2 separate regions of the Mus musculus genome follow, and region 2 is linked to region 1. A link is a contact called in public Hi-C data. All regions are on one chromosome and are shown on one strand. The core of a region is the stretch at or near the end of the contact, and the rest is flanking DNA. Distances in the headings are between cores, read along the strand shown.

Evidence for each region. Hi-C and Micro-C count contacts between places; a contact is called where the count stands out from the background.
Region 2: a contact with region 1 is called in a Hi-C map of myocytes, with 2.4 times the contacts expected there. The contact joins two enhancer-like sites. A contact is called at or near these places in 9 of 39 promoter capture datasets (the 3T3-L1 cell line, 3T3-L1-derived adipocytes, the C10 cell line and 4 more), 1 of 15 datasets of contacts at CTCF or cohesin (large pre-B cells), 6 of 484 Hi-C or Micro-C datasets (the HL-1 cell line, Th1 cells, bone marrow-derived macrophages and 3 more), 12 of 115 datasets of contacts at active chromatin or transcription factors (the HL-1 cell line, the NIH/3T3 cell line, Th17 cells and 8 more) and 1 of 9 other capture datasets (embryonic stem cells).

Annotation. Positions count from the first base shown.
Region 1 is chr17:31,691,867-31,694,566 of GRCm38.p6, reverse strand. No RefSeq gene overlaps it. Among named protein-coding and RNA genes, the nearest start is that of Gm30187, 15 kb to the left of the region's middle. Within about 2 kb of position 1,411, at least 93 of the 459 cell types and tissues checked have an H3K27ac peak or open chromatin away from gene starts, as enhancers often do. A contact at or near this core is called in heart atrium, myocytes and pancreatic cancer cells, where this site is marked.
Region 2 is chr17:31,981,658-31,984,357 of GRCm38.p6, reverse strand. All of the region lies in intron 7 of Hsf2bp (heat shock transcription factor 2 binding protein), which reads left to right. Among named protein-coding and RNA genes, the nearest start is that of Hsf2bp, 52 kb to the left of the region's middle. Within about 2 kb of position 1,372, at least 96 of the 459 cell types and tissues checked have an H3K27ac peak or open chromatin away from gene starts, as enhancers often do. A contact at or near this core is called in heart atrium, myocytes and pancreatic cancer cells, where this site is marked.

The DNA.
Region 1 (2,700 bases), core at 162-2,661:
GTGAAGGCCAGTGCCACTGTGGCAAAACAGATGCACCTCTACCCTCAGAGAGTGCACGCAACCCAGCACAGGCACACACACACACACACACACACACACACACACACACACACACACACACACTGTAGATGCTCAGGATCCCAGTCACAGGTAGACACAAAGGAGGTCAACCTGCTTTAAGATCTGTGACAACCCTGAGCAGCAGTGCAGTACCTGGCAAGTCGGGCTCAGGTCACCATATAGATGACTCCCGTTTCTCTGTGAAGAGCACACCCCCACGCCATCTTCTCCCCACCCCCGACTTTTATCCACAGCCTGCAGCATGTGTAGTAGGTGTGTGCAGTGGGTATGTACATGTACCTGCCTGTGTCGACTGAATCAACTCAGTCCTGAAGTGGAGATGGGGCACAGTAGGGCACCTGTGGGGATGGGGTCCCACCCACAGCGCTGTCATGGGCCTTGGATTGAGGGCATCTACCCTTCCAGGGACGTGGGATCCAAGAACAAGTTCAAGTCAGCAAAGGAAAGACATAGAAGTTACATCAGCCTCTTACTAGTGGGTACCTAGAACTTCCCACTGCCTTTTTGTCCCTCTTCCCCCTCCCCCATCCTTGCTCTCTTGGTTGTTATTAGCCGGCTGAGTTCCATCTGCCCCGCCCCCCTTTACAGCCCTGAAACTGAGAATTGGAATCCCCAAGTAATAAGATGGAGAAACTGAAGCCCAGAGCAGTGGGCAACTTGGCCTTGTGCCAGCAAGAGGGAGGTGGGACTGAATGAGGTCACTGCTCCTCAAACCGGAGTTATTCTTATCTTCTTGGTGTCGCGGTGACATTCAAGGCACGCGTTTGAGTCACAGCGTGGGCATCAAAGAGCTTTTAGTGGTGGTGGAGAGGGCCCCTTTCCAGGGTAGGGTCGTGACCTTACCTAAGAGGGGTGACCAAGCAGGACGATTCACCGCTTACCTCACCCCATCCTACTCCGTCATCCTCCCGCCCCTGCATGTACCCCACCCCCACTCTTCCCTCCCAGCAGGCCAGTGTCCCACCTTTGTGCGTCAACCCCAGCACAGCTGAGGCACCTTGGATGATAAGCCTTGAGGGAGGAGGGGAACCAGCCGCCACTGTAGGTCCGGAACTGGGTAGAAGGCGCCCCCTGTCGGCCATGTGAAATCCAGCCGCAGCCTCCGTGTTATCCAGCTAGTTTCCAGCCCTCAGGACTACAGATTTCCCAATCTCTTCTGTTGGAAGGATGGGTAGAAAAATGAAGTTTGTTCCCTCCACACCCTATTCCTGAGCGGGTTTGTTCCCTCCACACCCTATTCCTGAGCGGGTTATCCTGGTTGCTACCTAAGCCTCGTGTCCTGGACTGTCTGAGAGTAAGATACTCATCTTCAAGCCCTGGTATCAACAGGTAGTTCTATTGGTAGGAGCCAACAGCGTCATGGGATAACAGCTTCCTGTTGTGTGCTCTTTTAGAAGGTTGCTGGCTGTTCATCCAGAGCCCACAGCCTAACCCTAACCCTAACCCTAACCCTAACCCTAACCCTAACCCTAACCCCTGGGATTCCACGCACTCCAGCATAGCATCCTGGCTGAGCTAGCTGTTGTGAATCTAAGCTCCAGCTAGACACTCTGCCCAGTGGGTGCCCTCTCTGCCCAGCTGATTAACCCCTGCTCAGCCAGGCCAGGCTATAATAAAAGCATCCACCGCCTGGCTACTGAGGCTCTTCCTAAGGCTTCTAGCCTACCTCATAGGCAGACTGGAAGCCCTGTCACCTGCTCCAGAAATAGGGCAAAGTGCCCTGTGTCCTGGAAGGGCATCTGCAAGAATATTAATACAAAGAAAAGAGCATTTGTGTTGAAGTGCTGAGATCTGGTCTCCCTCTTGTTTCTGTCACTTGGATATTTTTAAAGATTTATATTTATGTATATCATGTTGTATGAGCATTCTGTCTTCATGCATACCAGGAAAGGGCATCAGATTCCATTAGAGATGGTTGTGAGTCACCATGAGGTTGCTAGGATTTGAACTCAGAACCTTTGGAAGAGCAGTCAGTGCTCTTACCCGCTGAGCCATCTCTCCAGCCCCTCTATTGCTCTTAGATGCAAAGTCAATGCTGTCTCTGAAGTGAAATGCGCACTGTGCTTCTGCCAAGCTTCCTCCCACACCTAAGGTCTTCCTACTGCCAGTGACCTTGTGATCTGCTCAAGGTCACCACCTTTAAGGACATGACCCCAGGTCCATGCTTGCTGATGGGGAGGGGGGGATCCTGGAGACATGATGACTTCAGGAAAAAGAGCAGCTTCTCCTGGACAGTAACCACCCAGGGTAGTCGGTTCCGGCCCTGGGCACCATCATTCTAAGCCCTTCCTGTGGCCCTCAATGTCCTCATCTGCAAAATGGAGCAAAAGTGCCCATTCCCAGTCAGAGTTCCATTCTCAGCAGGCATCAGAGCCGCCCATCGACACCGTGCATCCTCTTGCAGTTTGGGGAGCCTTCCTGACTTCGGAGGCTAGTGTCACTAATACCAGCTGGCTTCAAGGGCCACTGTGGCAGGTCACTGAGAAGACCTGCCGTGAGTGAGATCACCTTGGGTACCCTTTGTAAAAACCAGCCAGCAAACTCCTGTCACTGGCCCCAATTTTGCCAAATTATCACACACCTGATTCCTGAGCCACACAGGAGGTTGGAGATCTAGTT
Region 2 (2,700 bases), core at 123-2,622, 290 kb before region 1:
ATGATTTCTAAGGTATCTTTTCCATGTATGTGTGTGTTGTGTGCGCACGCATGCGTGCAAGACAAAGTTTCTTTTTGTAATAGCCTTGGCTGTCCTGGAACTCACTTTGTAGACTAGGCTTGCCTTAAACTCACAGAAATCTGCCTGCCTCTGCCTTCTGAGTACTGGGATTAAAGGCATTCAACACCATACACCAGCTCTCTAAGGTATCTTAAAGTAGCACTTTGCTCTGGGCTGTTTGACTTTTCAGGATTTCTTGTCCTTAAAGACAGTTCTTGGTTCTTTGAACTTAACAAGCACAGCCCAAACCTTGAGGTCTGTTGCCAGCTTATCTCACTCGATAACTTTAAAGTTATTCCTTCTACAGTCAAACAGAACATGCTAGACTCGACGCTAGACGCTTAACCACTGAGTTATGTACGCGCTGTTTTATGTCGCTCTGATTTTAGTGTTTTAGAATTTAATGTGTTTTAAGGTTTGGTGGTGGTAGTGGTCCTGCTGCTGCTGCTGCACCTAGGGTTCCAGGCATGCTCTGCAAGTCTGCTCCTGAGCCGCTTCCCTAGCCCTGCCCTGAAGTTTAGAAAGCTGAGAATATGTTTTATCATGAAGTGGGGGAACAGGAGCGTGTTGGCTGCCTGGGAAACTGATGCTTGTGCTCAGGACCCGACCTTCTGACCTCAGGCCAGGAAAGAATTTGAAGACTGGCTGCCTGTGCTCTTCTGTCAGTAGGGGATCTGCTTTGTGAGATGTATTCAGTTTTGCTCAGAAATCTCTAGTACTGTTAGAAAGCTCTGAAGCCAGGAGCTTGCTGCCTCTCAGAAATCAGTTTCTGCTTTATCACATAACCCCTGTCATGGAGCTTGATGTCTTTAAAGAGCACAGCCTTAGGCTTACTACATGGAGGTGGCAATCGAAGCTTTCTTACTGGTAAAACGATCTAATGTGTTGAATTCACTTCTCGGATCTGTACAGTGGGAGTCCACCTCAGGCTCTTAGACCTAATACAGTAGGTGTCAGCTCTAGTCTTTATTTCTGATCTAAGGATCTTGTACTTCAAGGGAAGCTTGTTTCCCTTTTTCTTTGCTTGACCTAAGCAGTTGCTTCTGAGTTTTCAAACCCTGTGCTTCCGAGACCAGAACCAGTGGTTGCTGTGCCTATCTCTGGTAAGCTCATCTCATTCCTTCTAAACTTTGCTAGACTTCATTTTCTTTCATTTGTTCATCTACATGGCTGCCTTTTTCCCAGGCTGGGTCCAGATTCTTCACATTCCTCTTCAGCCGCAGAACTGGCACAGAACTCTAGCAAATAGCTGATGAGGACAATGTGTATTGGGGTGGTGACCACATGTTATGCAACCGCTAATGCAGACTAGTGTTAGAATCCCACTGTGGCCGTGGTGCTGCATTCCCTGGATAGACTACGGATGTGCGCGTGGCATTCACACCCATCTTACAACTACTTGGCTTCTCGAGTGATCTGAAGAATGCAAGCTTTACTACCTGTGTCTTCAGCTCAGACTTCCTCCAGAGCTCTAGACTCAGAGCCAGCTCTGTTTGATGAATCCACAGGCACACTGAATAGACGTTCCCATCCAATGTTTACACCAGACTCCCAGTCTTTTCCACACCAGCCCTAACCACAGTCTGCCTAGTCTCAGTGAATCAAAACTTTCCTTCCCAACTTATCAGCCTGTTTAGGCCCCCTCCCCCAGCAACTCTTGATTTCTTTTTATCGGTCACACCAAGATCTAGTCTGTTTGGAGGACTGCTGACTGAGCTTTCAAACATACCTAGCATAGCAGCCGCCCTGTCCTCCCTGTTCTGAGCCACCGTCATCTCATCCCTGCAGGTCCTGTGGCCAGCTTTCAGGACTTGAGTTGGGAGCCAGGAGTAGGAGGGAACAGAGCACTGGCCAGCTTTCTTCCTTGAACCAAGAGCTGAGAGAGAAAAATTTTGTTAAAAATGCTTCTTTGAACTAAAATTGTACTTAAAGAATAAAGCTCAAACAGGACAGAGACTAGCTGAGAGCTGCTTGTTTTGCAGTCTGGTTTTGCTTTCAGCTCGTGATCTGCCTCAGTTTACTGTGTGCTGGGGTTAGAGCTGTGTCAGTTTAACGGAACTTCTTTATCACGCCTGACCTTCAGAATCTGCCGCCCAACGCTTAGAGGACAGGGGATACAGCCTAAGTTTGAATGTCAGTACTAACCTAATAAAGAACTCCTGAAAGTACTTAGTGGAGATGTCCCCTACCTCTGATCATCAGGAAAATGTATTTCTGTGACCTGTGAGTGGAATGAGGAAAAGTCTCCTTGAAAAATGAATAGCCAAGCTGACTCTCCCTGGCTGAGCCCGGTGCTGTTACTCTGTATGTCACCTTGACTGTGCCACTATGTCCACACAGTTGTTAGACATTCTCACACACTTGGGAGGATGTTTGGAGATGACATTAACTTTGCGGTTAGTAGACGGACTGGTGCAGTGAGCTCTGCCCAGTCAGATGGAGGCCTGAGCAGGTCACAAAGACTGGCTGCTTGCGCTGCATTATGGCCCTTTCCTGCCTCACTAGAAATGCTTGTGCTAGGCTGCGAGTCTGACGGCTTCTGACCCGGAGCGGTGTGTTGTTTCTCCTGGGTCTCCATTTGCTGACTGTGATTTGGTGCTGAGCAGTCTTCATTACCGTTCTTTAGAGTTAATTTTGCTA